Linked DNA regions of Mus musculus: all the other regions are linked to region 1. The links are chromatin contacts, called in public HiChIP or PLAC-seq maps. All regions are on one chromosome and are shown on one strand. The core of a region is the stretch at or near the end of the contact, and the rest is flanking DNA. Distances in the headings are between cores, read along the strand shown.

What was found. HiChIP or PLAC-seq counts read pairs in DNA pulled down with a chosen protein or histone mark.
Region 2: an HNF4G HiChIP or PLAC-seq map of pancreatic cancer cells shows a contact between it and region 1. The contact joins two enhancer-like sites.
Region 3: a FOXA1 HiChIP or PLAC-seq map of pancreatic cancer cells shows a contact between it and region 1. The contact joins the promoter of Slc41a1 here to the enhancer-like site in region 1. A contact is called at or near these places in 5 of 39 promoter capture datasets (the 3T3-L1 cell line, liver and pre-B cells) and 1 of 115 datasets of contacts at active chromatin or transcription factors (pancreatic cancer cells).
Region 4: a contact with region 1 is called in a FOXA1 HiChIP or PLAC-seq map of pancreatic cancer cells. The contact joins two enhancer-like sites. A contact is called at or near these places in 1 of 15 datasets of contacts at CTCF or cohesin (the NIH/3T3 cell line), 3 of 115 datasets of contacts at active chromatin or transcription factors (acute myeloid leukemia, embryonic basal ganglia and pancreatic cancer cells) and 1 of 9 other capture datasets (liver).

What each region holds. Positions count from the first base shown.
Region 1 is chr1:132,093,870-132,097,474 of GRCm38.p6, reverse strand. No RefSeq gene overlaps it. Among named protein-coding and RNA genes, the nearest start is that of Gm37120, 6.9 kb to the left of the region's middle. Within about 2 kb of position 1,719, at least 57 of the 459 cell types and tissues checked have an H3K27ac peak or open chromatin away from gene starts, as enhancers often do. A contact at or near this core is called in pancreatic cancer cells, where this site is marked.
Region 2 is chr1:131,712,816-131,716,420 of GRCm38.p6, reverse strand. Rab7b (RAB7B, member RAS oncogene family) reads right to left here. Exons shown (of 6, transcript NM_145509.3): 6 at 982-3,605. Among named protein-coding and RNA genes, the nearest start is that of Gm30104, 19 kb to the left of the region's middle. Within about 2 kb of position 1,565, at least 26 of the 459 cell types and tissues checked have an H3K27ac peak or open chromatin away from gene starts, as enhancers often do. A contact at or near this core is called in pancreatic cancer cells, where this site is marked.
Region 3 is chr1:131,826,214-131,829,818 of GRCm38.p6, reverse strand. Slc41a1 (solute carrier family 41, member 1) reads right to left here and starts at 1,807. Exons shown (of 11, transcript NM_173865.3): 1 at 1,426-1,807.
Region 4 is chr1:132,351,799-132,355,403 of GRCm38.p6, reverse strand. No RefSeq gene overlaps it. Among named protein-coding and RNA genes, the nearest start is that of F730311O21Rik, 12 kb to the right of the region's middle. Within about 2 kb of position 1,788, at least 60 of the 459 cell types and tissues checked have an H3K27ac peak or open chromatin away from gene starts, as enhancers often do. A contact at or near this core is called in pancreatic cancer cells, where this site is marked.

The sequences.
Region 1 (3,605 bases), core at 470-2,969:
ACTGGGCCCCAATCCTTCCCACCTTTAATGGGATAAGTTTGCCACCCATATGCATCATTGTGGAATTCTGCAAAGTGGGCAGGCAGTAGTCTCTGAATGAACTAGAAGAGCCTTCTCATGTTTTGAGAAATACCACCAGAGGGCTTCCAGTAGGCTCAATATGGGGAGTTGAGAGCCAGGTGTTTCGTGAGTGGTCAGGTCTCAGAGTCACGACCTGGGATACAGATAGGATGACATGAGCAGAGACAAGGTCAGATGTTAGGTTGTTTTCAGAACTCCGAAGTAGACAGCATAACCCTAGCAGGACAGCTTCATGGGTTAAGGACATAGAGTTCATATCCTTACTGGACAACTAGCTAACTGAGCCACCCTGGTCCTCAGTATCCTATGTGCAAAATATAATAAACGTACTCACTTCCCAACACAGAAAAGGCTTGGCACACATTAAGGGATCAGTAAATGTTAGTCACGATTGCCTATTGACGGAAGATTTTGAGTGTAGGGGGAATCTAAATTAGTCCGGAGTCTCTGTTTGTGTCCTTGCCACATCCAAGGTTAGTCCTTACCACCCAGGCTGCAAGTGAAGGTGATAAAGAAAGCCAGGGATCAGAGTTCCCAGGTTGGGCTTTCTCCTCTTGCTAAACCTCTCTGTGAATACGGGCCAGGAGGAGGCAGCACTGGCTGGATAGGAGGGTATGTCCACCAGTGTCTCTTAAGCCAGGCCTCTGCCTCCTTAGGCTCAGCTTCCAGTGCTGAGTGGTGGGGTATGGGAAGGAGACAGACATGCAGATTGTGGATCCCTGGATCTTTGCATCTGAGGATCTAGGGAAGAAATGGAATTCTCTGCCTGCTCTGTCCTGTGTAAATCTAAGAGGCAGTCATAGTCACCCTCCTCCACGGAAATGCTCCGCTTGGGTGGGACTCCACTCAGATCTCCTTCCTGCTGCTCTGCAGGGACTGGGAAGGTTCCTGGGAAGGTACAGAAGATTCTGGGTCAAGCATCATGACTTAGTCACTTAACACTACAAGAGGCCACATACCCCTGCTCCCCAGCGGACCTGCCATTTTTGGAGAGCCTCTCCCCTCAGCTTTGGCCATGGGAAGAAGAGCGGCATTGACTGTGGAGCCTGAAAGGATCTGACATCCATCTCTGGAAGAAAGAGGGTGGGAAGGAGGGATGGGTGGAAGAAGGAGAGAAGGGAGGAGAGGGAAAGGGAGAAGAAGGAAAAGAGAGATGCCTTCCAGGCAGCAAGGCATCATAGTGAGTGCCTGAAATCCTAGCATTTGGGAAGTGGAACTTGAGGATCAGGAGTTCAAGGCCTGCCTAGGCTACTAGAAACTCTGGAGAGAAGGAGGAGGAGAGGAAGGGAAGAGAAAAAGGCTGTCTTTTTAAAATCAGTATTTACAGGAAGAATTGGGATAACCCAGGGGTAGATGGCTTCCAACACAAAAAAAGGTCTTAGATTCACACCACCACCACCAATAAGAAAATGTCACCAGGTAGAGAGCCCTAGCAATTGGTGAATACAGACTGTAACCACATTAGGCAGAACACCAAGACTGCGCCCTAGACACCAACAGAAAGGAGACACGGAAGTGTGTGAGGACTTCCGGCCAGCTCCACCACTCGCCTGTCTGCTGGTCTGCCAGAAGGTAGAGGCAGCAGTGGGGTCTGGAGTCACGCCCGCTATGGGAATGCTTATCTACATTGTGAGCCAGGGCCTGGCTTGCACAGATGACTCACACTAGCAGAGGAATCCAGGCCAGCAGGAAACAGGTGGCTACCCTGACACAAAGGAGATACTGACTCTGTTGGACGGTGGTACCATTGGAGCCGGACCCTAGGGCTGAGTGCATTTCTGCAGAACCAGGACAAGCACCAAGGTCTCTGCCCAGAAATCGCAAGATCTCCCTGGTGGAGATAAAAGGGAGGACTGGGAAGCAAGCAGGGGTTTCTATTGCACGTGGTTGAGGCCCTGTGTAGCAGTGCAGGCTGAGGGGCGTGACCATTACCTGACTGTTAGAAGCAATACATGTACATTTTTTAAAAAATGGAGCAAAACACAAGCTTGGGTTGCAGCTCAGTTGGTAGAGTTACTGGATAGTGAGAGTAAAGACCTGGGTTTGGGGTTGGTGAGATGGCTCAGCAGGTAAGAGCACTGGCTGCTCTTCCAAAGGGCCCAAGTTCAAATCCCAGCAGCCACATGGTGACATCACAACCACCAGTAATGAGATCTGACTCCCTCTTCTGTGTGTGTCTGAAGATAGCTACAGTGTATCTATTATCTATAGCTACAGTGTATCTATTTATAATAATAAATAAATTTTTGGGCCAGAGTGAATGGTGTTGACCAGAGTGAGCAGAGGTCCTAAAATTCAATTCCCAACAACCACATGAAGGCTCACAACCATCTATACAGCTACAGTGTACTCACATACATAAAATAAATAAATCTTAAAAAATAAAAAAGACCTGGGTTTGACCCCTGGATCACATGAGAGTGTGACCGTGGGCTGTGCACAGATTATACAAGTATGTATCTCTACAGATACCACACATACGCACACATATATAACACATGCATGGAATCAAAACAATATGTCCTATATAGGCAGTATGTATTTTTACTTGTTGTGTTTTGCAGTGCTGGTGATGAACCCAGGACCTCCCACACGAGAGGCCAGTGTTCTATTACTGAGCTGAAACCCCTGATCCTATAGGCATATTAGTGTAACAAAATCCATATTTTATTTATATTCAAGAGTATGCTATACCAGTTGAGCATCCCTAAATTGGTATCCTCAAAATACTTAACAGTCTGGAACTTTGGGAGCATTGATATGACATCACAAATGTATCCACACCTGCCCTCACGTGCCAGGTTGCAGATAAAATGCAAGTGCAATAAAAATGGGCTGGAGAGATGGTTCTGTGGTTAAGAGCACCAACTGAGGGCTGGAGAGATGGCTCAGTAAATGTATCCACACCTGCCCTCACGTGCCAGGTTGCAGATAAAATGCAAGTGCAATAAAAATGGGCTGGAGAGATGGTTCTGTGGTTAAGAGCACCAACTGAGGGCTGGAGAGATGGCTCAGTGGTTAAGAGCACCGACTGCTCTTCCGAAGGTCCTGAGTTCAAATCCCAGCAACCACATGGTGGCTAACAACCATCCGTAATGAGACCTGACGCCCTCTTCTGTGCATCTGAAGACAGCTACAGTGTACTTAGATTTAATAATAAATAAATCTTTAAAAAAAAAAAAAAGCACTGACTGTTCTTCCAGAGGTCCTAAATTCAATTCCTAGCAACCACATGGTGGCTCACAATCAACAGTGATGGGCTCTGATGTCCTCTTCTTGTGTGTCTGAAGACAGCGACAGTGTACTCATATACATTAAATAAATAATATTTTTAAAAAGTTGTGCAAAATTACCTTTAGGCTAGGAATACAGCTCAGTGGTGGAATGTGTGCTCATTGTGTGCAATGCTTTGGGCTCATAATAAATAATAATGATAATAATAGCAATAATGCCGGGCGTGGTGGCACACACCTTTAATCCCAGCACTTGGGAGGCAGAGGCAGGCAAATTTCTGAGTTCGAGGC
Region 2 (3,605 bases), core at 316-2,815, 380 kb after region 1:
AGCCCATCAGCCTTGGCATCAAGGCTAAGTCCTGGTGGGTCCTGATCACACTTCTCTCTACTTCTTTCCCCTCCTCTCTCTCTCCCTCTCTTCTACCAATTGTCATTTCCCTTCCTTTTAATTGTTGGTTGAGTAATACATTTAAAGACCTGGGAGTTCAAAATGAAGGCCTATACCTTGGAAAGACTTGATCCTGCCTGCCCAGACTTTCCCATGAAAGGTAACCCACATTTACTAATTTCTCACTTATCCTCCTAAATTCTCCTTATGTAGAAGTTGTTATGCAAACTTTCTATGGTAGACTACATAAGGTATTATATACATGATTTTGCTGCTGAATTCCAGTACACCCTGGATTAAGAACAACTGTGTTCTTAAACGGCTGGAGAGATGGCTCAGCGGTTAAGAGCACGGACTGCTCTTCCAGAGGTCTGAGTTTAGTTCCCAACAACCACATGGTGGTTCACAACCATCTGTAATGGGATCTGACGCCCTCTTCTGGTGTGTCTGAAGATAGTGACAGTGTGCTCATATACATTGAAAAAAAAATCTTAAAAAAAAAAAAAGAATAGCTGTGTGCAGGGCTGTGACTACATAAGATCAGGCCAGCTAAAATCCCAGCAAGGATTGGGGTGGGGGTGGGACTCATGAAATCCCATCACTAGCTGAAGGGCTATTGGCAGTCAGCTGAGTGGAGGGGTGGAGTTAGTTTTCTCCAGGGATGCAGCTACTAAGAGGGAGGTTGCCCGTGCTCCAGTAGATGCATCTACACCTATACATATGCAGGCAGCCCTAGATGGACTCCAAGGAGGCTAAAGGGAGAACACATTAAGTTGTGAGGGAAATGTGGGGGTGGGACATGGGGGAGGTGTGGAAAGGGAGGGAATGGGGTCAGGTTTCATCAAAGCACATTTTATAAGTACATGAAATTCTCAAAAGAATGGAAATGGTGAAAAAAAAAAGTGATGAGGTTTTGGTCTTAGTAAAATCCATTTATGTATTTATTTAAAGAATAGATGGGCAGTAGTCCACTAAAACTCATCCATCCCCTACTGTCCGCCAGTCTGTAAAGCTGAGTGCGGTGAATCAAAACACGCCCACCCTAGCAACTGGGAGCCTGAGGCCGAAGAATACCAAGTTCAAGGCTGCGCATCAATAACTACAACAAAAGACAAACCTATCAGCCCCCTCCCCATAAAAAACAACAAAAAGCACCCCTTCTCTCAAAACAAAAACTAGAGCAGGCCCTGTCTTCATGGAGAGGAAGCATAGCGAACAGTAGTGGGCGCTACTCATCCCAGAGCTACCTGTGTCTAACCAACAGCTCCCCAGCACTGCTCTGGAGCAGGGGGAGGGAGACGAGGGTAAGTGAAAGCCACAGAAGTCCTCATCTGTGGCTCTCCTGTCCCAGTCGAGCTGCTGCTGTTGGTCACTGTGATGTGCACAGAGAGAGTGCACACAAGGCTGCTCTTGGGTGCCAGAGGCCGGTGTGGGACTGCAAGCAGAGCCTGAGAAGCTGTCTGTGGCCGAGGGATAGACAGCCCAACCACCAGGCAGCAGTAGAAAAGCTCTGTTATGTGGGAGCAAACGGCAGCAGAAATGGGCATTTTCCCAAGTCCCTGAGGGCAGGGCCTAACGTCCAAGCCTGCTTTGTTTGGTGATAAGATTTGGCTTTGTTCTTTTCCCGAGCCCCAAGGATACATGCTGCGGGGAGTCCTGATCTGAGTTCTCCGTTGACCAGCAGCCAAGGGTGCTCCACTTGAGCGAGGCTGTGGTGAGCCCGATCAATAGAATCCTGTTGACTGGGGTCTTTTTCTTGAAGGGATGACTATGAAGAGGGCCTGGGATATGTTGCCACCGCGCCCAACTTAGATGTCGCTGTGGTGGGGTGAAGTTCCTGTGCCTGCTGGCATGGATGCTAAGGGCCAGTCTCCAACTCAGGGTGACTCATGGTTGGGCTACAGTGGCTCGCAGGGACCCTTACTGTGGGTCTGGTTGTCAGCTCAGCTCACTCTGCCCTGGGGATTGGTCAGCACATCTCCCAGTTGTAATAGGATATCTGTGAGTCTCCAGGCCCACAGGTCCCTGCTTCCATTTGGAATATTTAGTCTGTGCTATGACTCTAAAGAGGACACAGAATCTATGTCATGTGCTTTAAGGCTGTGGCAGAGCCTTCCCTTCAGGCTACAGTGTGTCCAGCAGGGTCGGGCCAGAGCTCTGTTGTTTGAGCTGAAAGCTCACTGCTTTCTCAGGACCACGTCACGGGGAGGTGAGTCCTCAGGAGGGTTCACCTCCAATGTCGGATGCTGTTATTGCTGTCTTGAAGTCTTAATTTTTGAACAATCTCACTTTTTTACGGGGCCCTGGAAATGAAATGATGTGGCTTTTACTGCCTACACTTTAACATCGTTGACATGCCAATTATGCTGACATAGATTTTTTTTTTTAAAAAATTAAAAAGCAAACACCATAGTCTCTTCTCGTCCAAAGAAACTCCTGGACATCCCCCTCCCCCATAGATATCTAAAGTTACATAGTACTAATCCCGCCCCCAGGTGCTATGTTTCCTCCTAGTCACACAAGCGTATGACAGAGTATAATGAATAAATTAGGTACAGCAAGAGATGGACAATAATTGACAATAAATTAAATGACCATGAGTCTGTACAAGTAATAAAAGGCTATAAATGCATATTCTAAAGATACTGTACTGTTCCCGACCTTATCCTCATGTGACAACATGAGATGATGGCGTATCTCAGTGATGAGATAGTGACATGGGTATTGTGGCGTAACTTTGGTTACTATTAATAGAGGCATTTGGAATGATGGCAGTTGATACATCTGAGACAGCTACAAAGTAACTGCTGGATTAGATGCACAGAATAGAGCAAAGGCAACTGACCTGGGTAGGATGGCGCAGCGGTTCACCACACTCCTTCAAATGACACGTGCATTGAAAGTTGTAAGTTATTTATTTCTGGGATTTGCTATTTAATATTTTTGGTCCACAGTTGACCATGGGTAACTGAGACTGGTATCACTGACCAAGAGGGACTATTGTCCCATAAAGGATATAAACAATGGAAACACATACTATTTGCTGCGTACCCTTAGATATGGTCCTTATGTTCATCGTGCTGCCGAATGCACACCTCCCCACACACATCCCTCCACAGTCTGACTTCAGGAGAGCCACACCAATGTGTGACGGGGGCACAGTGTTCATCTCTGAAGGATGCAGGGCTCATTGTTCCTGTGACTGCTGTCCTTAGTAAGTTGCTTTATACCTCAGAGCTAGGCGGGTGCAGACAGAGCCCCCAGACCCCCAGTTATTACCCCCTGACTGGCTTCCTAGAGATTGACACCTCGGATCTGCTTGGAACTCAGGAAAGAAGACTTCTGTGGAGACAGGAATGTCTGTGGAAGGCATGAGGTATGAACCTGACCATTGAAGACCCTGAAAGTTCGTTCTGTCCACCTCCTTCAGAATGAGCCACCCTATCTGTGCAGTGTGAAGACAGAAGGAAAAAAAAATAGGTTCTAGCTTTGAAATGAACAGGACACAGAATCCACAGCTCTCCAAGTACCTCGCTCTGGGATCT
Region 3 (3,605 bases), core at 558-3,057, 270 kb after region 1:
CCCAGCAGATTCCCAGCCAGCAAACCACCACCCAAAAGGAGGATGCTTCATAGGAGACCTTGGCATTGCCTCCTGAGCAACCTGGGGTGGGCAGGGATGTGATTAGTTGTTTTCTCGGATCTTGATAAGAACTCAGTATTACTTAAGTATAGTCCCTTATCAGTAAAGTTACAGATTCAGATGCAAACTCCCTACGCATTCACTCTTCTTGAGTGACTTATTACAAGACAGCAACAGCAAGACAGGGCAAACAGAGAGGCTGGTCATTGAGGGGAGCATCCCTAGACCTCTAATTGTCCTAGCCCCCTGCTGGGATGGGAGAGGAAGCCAGGAGAACTCCCCAGGCAACCGGGGCAGGGCAAGCCGGCCAAGACCAAGGCCAAGAACCAGAGGCCTCCTTCTTACTCTTGCCCTTGAAAGTCGAGTGTTACAGAAACCACAGGCTAAACCCTGGTCCAGGCTGCATTTACACTTCTCTCTATGCTAGATCCTGTGAGCCTGTCAGATAGGACCCGGCAGTTAACTAGATTGAAGAGACAGAGGGTGAAGCTACTGTTTATTCCTACATTTTTGGTTGCCTGGCCTTCCCCCTTTCCTCTCGGGTTACTGACAGCCAGACATGGTGTAACTCTTAAAAACAAAAATATCATCGGTAAAAGGTGTAGAAAGAGGAAAGAAAAACAAAGTCAGGCAAATCCAAGTGTCACAAGCTAATATGCATTTACTCCCAAATCATGTCTGTCTTTGCCTGCCCTGCTTTTCTTAGCTTAAAGGAATCCCCACGAATTGCCACCAACTTGTTGCATTTCACCAGCATGGCTCTCAATAGTAAAAAAAAAAAAAAAAAAAAATCCAGAGGGTTTTGCAGGTATGATGAACAGGCTGTTAGTATTCCAAACACTCACAATTAGTCAACTCCAGTTTGGTTAAGGCAGAATCAAACTCTAGGGCCCAAGTTATGAGTCTTCCACTAACTCGGTCACCAGCCAAGCCACCTTAACACAGCACCGTTGTTTTCAAAGATCCTCACTAGTCAGCCAAGAGGAAACACTCAGTCTGAGTCCACCGCCCCCGAGCCAGCAAAGTTTCTGAGTTCCTTCGCTAAAACCTGACTGCCCCCTCCCTCCCGTCTTTCTGGCAGGCCACTTTGACCTGGAAGGGGGCTAGCAAGGGGAGCAGGCCAGTCTCTCAACTACATCAGCAGTAAAGCCACTACCGATGGGCCTCAGGCTCTAGGAAGCCGCGTCTCCTTTCCAAGCGGGGATGGACAAAAAAGCCCGGTTTAGGTATCCCCAACTACAGGGGTGGGGAGGAGGAGTGCCTAGTTGATTTCCGCCGACTCCCGGCAACTCAAGACTGCAAAAGCACTGCGTCCTGGAGTCCCCCGCCCTCGTCTCCCTCCCTCCCAGACCCAACAACACTGACCTGCGCCTTGCTGGGGAGAAAGGGCGCCTGGAGAGTGGTAGCAGGGGCCCGCGGAATTGGGGGATGTAGGGTACCCCCTCTTCTCATCACTCCTCCCCCTCAGCCGTCCTCCTCGAGCCCCCGCGTGTTCCCCGCTACACCCCCAGGCAAGGCGAGCGTCCAACCGCGACACCCGGCTCGCTACATTTCGCTTCTGCCTTCCTGTGAGGCCGCCGCTCCGATTCCACGAGGGGAGGTGGCCTGGTGGGGGGCGATCAGGATATTCCGCCTCGGGCTGGTGTGGACCGGACTGGGCCTGAGATGCCGAGCTCGCTCGTCCCCAATCGCCTCTTGCCCGCGGACTTGGACAAGAGTGTTTGGCTGTGGGTGGCAAACGTGATCTGGGGCAGAGCGGGTGGTAACCCCCCTCCATCAAGAATAGAGTCAGGATGGACAACTGCATCAGCCAATCAGAGCAGGAAAAGGGGCGGGCCCCGCCCAGGCCCCGCCCATTTCCCCGGCGTTTCTTGAGCTGGGGGCGGGGTGAGGGGGAAAACGCAGCAGAGTGACGGGAACTCAGAATTGGAGGGTGTTGTGGGCTCGCGGTGCTCAAGCGCGGGCGGGTGCTGCGCTCCTGAGTTCCCACGGCCTCTCAAGGCGAGCGTTCTGCTACGCATGTACTCCTGAATCTTGACTATCTCTAGTGAGCCTCTGGGCCTTCCAGAAGACCCGAAACCACCCCTTTGAGCCGGCCAGCTGGCGATCGCCCGGGCCGCAGCAGCCATCGCGTGTTCCTTCTCCACGCCCAGTCCCTACCTTCTTCCTGGGCACAGTTCCTATTCATCAGGCTCCTCATCTCTCCTTCCAGGTTCCTTGTTCCTCTGGGCGACTGACCGAACCTTAATCTGCCTTAATAAAGTTCCAGCCTTGATAGGGGTGGGGATGGGCAGACTGGAGGGAAAATTTGGTAGACTCATGGCTGGGGCTACACACACCAATGAGGTAAGGGCGGAGGGGAGCGGGGGTTTCCTTTGACCCAATCGTGGCCCCGTGGGAGAGAAGTCTCCATCCCGGGCGAAATGAACGCCAACTTTCCCTGACGCACCTTGTGGAATCAAAGTGTTTTCATCCTCGCTTTTGCCACTTCCTCCCTGGGGTGTCTTCACTTCATCAATCCAAAATCAGTACCAGTTAGTTCTCTTTGGGTTGTTTTTGTGAAGGGGATGTGACCTCCCTATAAAGGAACTCCCATTTCCAGCCTTTCCCCCTTCATCGGTAGAGTCTATAACCAGAGGTTCCTTTCCTGTCACCTTCTTCCCTAGAAATGTTCCTTGGGGCAACTGAGCATTTTTCTAGACCATAGAGCCTATGACCAGAGGTTCCTTTCCTGTCACTTTCTTCCCTAGAAAGGTTCCTTGGGGCAATTGAGCATTTCTCTAGACCGTTGAATAAGGATAGGATGTATATAGGAGAGAAAAAGAGTGCTGGCTACTGAGCACACATGCTCAACAGCAACTGGAGAGGGCCATTCCTTTGGACAATGATAACAAATGTAGCCACAAAAACCTGTCCCCACCTGCTAATCCAGCAACCCCGGGCTCAGCTCCGCTGCTAGGATATCAAAGGTCTATATTTTTTAAGGGCCCAGCAAATGTCACTGTAGTTGAACTCCAATTTTGGTTTCACAGCCAAGTCTATGTTTGGATATGGAAGTTACTCCTAGATTGGGCAACACTAGGTCTTCGCCAGAAGGACCAGTTTTTGTGCACAATGAGTATAGATTGAGAGGAAAACTAAGACTGATTATATGGCTGCCTGAGTGTTGGCAGTCTTAGCCCTTGGGAGACAGAAGCAGGAGACTCTACAAATATGAGGTCGTCTGGGTCTACCAAGAGACAGTGCCTCATAGTTAGAGTTATACAGTTGAGACTCTGCCTCAAGGCCAAAAACTTTCATCCAATAGCAACTTAAAAACAAAATCTTTGTCCTTCTCTTATTTCCACCCCCATACTCTTTATCTACTTGAAAAGTTTTTCTTTTTAGTCGAAGTAAACTGAACATATGGGAAAGTGCGTAAAACCTAGAGTATGGACCACCAAATTATGGTACAGGGAACAGGCTGATGAAACCACCACCAAAAGGAAGAATTCAGTCATTACTGCCACCCCAGAAGCTCCCTTGGTCACTCTCTCACCCTCTTC
Region 4 (3,605 bases), core at 539-3,038, 260 kb before region 1:
CTTTTCCAACCACGTGTCTATGTGCACCTCTCTTGGGGGCCACAGGTGGCCCAGAGCCCACATTCTTGGGCCACAGGTAGGGGGTGGCTGCTCCTGGCTAGACATTTCCTACATTCCTTCCAAGGTCAGATGCCTTCCCAGAATTGGCTCTGAATGCCACTGCCAGCTGCGGCCCACACCGAAAGGGAGCAGGGAGGAAGCAGAGGTCATTCTTGGTCAGTTCTGAGGCTGCAAAGCAAACAGCCTAAGGGAGGTGCAGGCCCCCAAGCTGCATCTTTGTCAAAGAAAGCACTGGCTTACTTCCCTCAGCCAGGAGACAATGGGACACCTAACAGAACCCTGCCATCCTGGGGCTCAGGGAGGCTCCCCTGTTTGTGTCTGTTTGTGTTCCCTCTTTTTTTTTTAAGAAGGGTGAGTTATCCCCCACTTCTTTCTCTTCCCTGAGGTCCAGAGAGTGAGACATTGAGTCAGGGTTACCACTCGTAGTCTGCCTCCTTCAGACTACAAGACCTAGAGGCAGGCCCTTCCCAGAGCATCTATCCCACAAGTGCAGGTCTCACCCCCAGGGTACTAGAGAGCTTAGTCAGACTGGTAGACACCCACTACCTGGGTCTCTTTGGGTGGGGGCAGATAAAAAGACTTGGTGCCTTCTCTCTCCTGGGCAGGTAGCTGCAGAGCCAGCCCACTCGATAACCTCTTGGGTCACAAAGCTGCAGCAAGTGCAAGCTCTGCAAACCCAAAAGGCAGCCCAGGCCTAGTGTGGGGTACAGCTGATTTGTCTGTGCTGCCGAGTGAGGGCAGGGAGGAGACACTGGGACCACGGGAAGAGGAAGGGGAGCTATAACCAGATCTTTCAGGCAGGCTAACCTCTCCTGCAGAGGCAGGCCCTGCAGTCAATCCCGGATCTGGGCTCAAAGTCAACACTGCCACTAGCCTTAGACCTGTCGCACCCAGCTGTTGTCTCACATCGGCCAGTAAGAATGGTGTCTCTGGTACACAGGTGTGGTAACAGGAGACATGTGAGACATCGCATGCCTAAACTTGATGGCACACTCCCTGGAACGTAGAGAAATAACCCAAAGAATGACCACTCCACCTCAACACTAACGCCGGGTGGCAGGTCCAGAACTCCTTGGAGGAACTGAGGTGGACTCTGTAAAGACACACAGGGTGACACTGGCAACACCTCTGACCTGAAGACCCAGGAGCCTTTTCCTCCAGACTAAGAGCCTGCTGATTTGTCTAAGTCTCTCCCCTCAGTCTAATCAGCAGAAGCTTGGCTTCCTAGAAGATGAGACCCACCTGTCCTGAGCCGACATCAAAGCCCTGCAAATGTATCTGTGCGGGGCCCTCCCTCCTCTAGCAGGTGTGGTGTCTAGGAAAGAGAGTGAGTTCCAAAGTCAAGGTGTGTGGATTTGAGTCAAGACTGTCAGCCCCTACACTTGAGAGGAAATGATGTCTACATTGCCCATCGAGTAGGATTTGGCAAGGCACAGAGGTGTCAGGAGTGGGTGTGGTCCCACAGTGCCCCAAAATGACCCCCTCGGGAGCTATTTCCAGGAGATTTCCTACCCATCTAGGACTCCAACAGGGACTCTGATTTGCCACCAGGGCTAGACAAGGAAGCAGCCAGAGTGAAGTGGCTTGAAAGCTTATTGACAACTCTCAGATGAACATGGGAAGAGGCCATGGGCCCCAAGACCTGCTGGGATGGTGTCAAGGGAGGAGAGGAGGTGGGGCTTGCACAGCATATCCAGACGTGTTGGTAAGTCCTGAGTCACCCAAGCAGCCAGAAGGGCAGTCTGGGTGGGGACAGCAGCACTCCCTCTTATACACAGAGCCTCCAGGAGAGCACTCCCACGCTGACAACCCAGCCCTGACATAGTTCGCCGAGTGACCGTCTGGATGAAGTGGCCTGGGCCCATCACTGCTGAAAAGGTCACTTCTGCCACATCCCTGCCTACAGGAAGGACTTATCAAGTTGACTCTTGTTCCAAAAGTACCCCAAGGCTCTTCCCCAGTCTGCCTTTGGGGATCCTGGCTCTGTACCCCGTTAAGCATCTCATCTGAAGCTTCGTGGTTGCCTCTTTCCTTACCCTTATGGGAATTTCAACTCACTGGATAGAAGCCAAAGGCCAGTAAATGCGGTGGCCAGACCCTGTCTTGGCTACAGAAAGGCCACTTCCTCACATCAATCCCCCAGCTGAGAAGCCACTAGCTGTGTCAGGAAAGGTCTTGAGCTATACTTGGAGGTGGTCCTCTGACTATTTATCATACACTCAGAAGATGGAGGCAGGAAGAGAAAGTTTAACTTCCTTTGAGATGGATAACTAATTGAATTCATTCCAGAAAGAAGTTCCCATCACAGACCTGCTGCAACCAGCCGACTTTGACCTATCTTCCCCCTCACCTTCTCAGTCCTGAGAGACACAGCTGAAGAGAAAGGTGCTAACGGGTGGTCCTGATTTTTTTCCACTTTTCCCACTGTGGCTCTTAGGGTTTCCCCCAATAAGGCAAATGACCTTAAACCTAGCCTTAGGTTCATTTCAATCTCGGAAATCTGGTTTTGCGTACCTGGGTATGCATGAACACAGAGACACAACCACACACAAAAGAATGTGTACACGTGCACATATAGACATAAGAAGACATACATACAAGCATATGCATAGATACACATGTACATCTATGAAAATGCAAACACATGCACACATGTGCACACACGCATACAGGCACACAATGGTGCATGCAAGCACACACATACATTCACATGTGTCCACACACATGTGCAGACACAGAAACATGCACTTACATAATACGTACATACACAAATGTATAAACACATATGAACACAACTATGTGCCATGTATGCACAGGTACACATATGCATGTAGTTACACATACATAGGCAAATAGGCACTTTCACACACACAAGAACGCCAGCACAAACATCCAAGCATGTACCATGTACTGGTTAGTTTTGTCAACTTGACACAAGCTGGAGTTATCAAACAAGAGGAGACTTTCATTGAGGAGGCAATTGCCTCCATCAGATTGGCCTGTGAGCACGTCTGTGGGCATCGTCTTGACTAGTGATTGATATGGACAGTAGCGTTGCTCCTGGGCAGAGTTATGCCTGGGCTGATGGTTCTGGGTTATATAAGAAAGCAGGCTGAGGGGCTGCAGAGTCAGTACAGTGGTTATGAAGGCTGGTTACTCTTCAGAGAACCCATCGATTCCCAGGACCCATGTGGCAGCTCACAGCTATCTGTAATTCTAGTTTCAGGGGATCTGATGCTCCTTCTAGCCTTTGCACAGACACACACACACCATCACCTGCATGTATACAAAACTGCTCTTATACAAGCACATATCCCAGTGTCCACACACACATCATTACATCACTTCTCTGGGATTCTAAGTTCTCATCTTAATTGGAGAACTTGAGAGGGAGACACAGATACAGCTAATGAGTTATCAGGCCCTGGAGGCTCAGACAAGATAGGATAAGGTGCTGTGTGGAAGAATCCCACCACAGAGAGAGGAAAGCCCATGGGAGACCCATGATCAGGATCCTGCTTATTTGGGATGCCGGGGTATGGGGT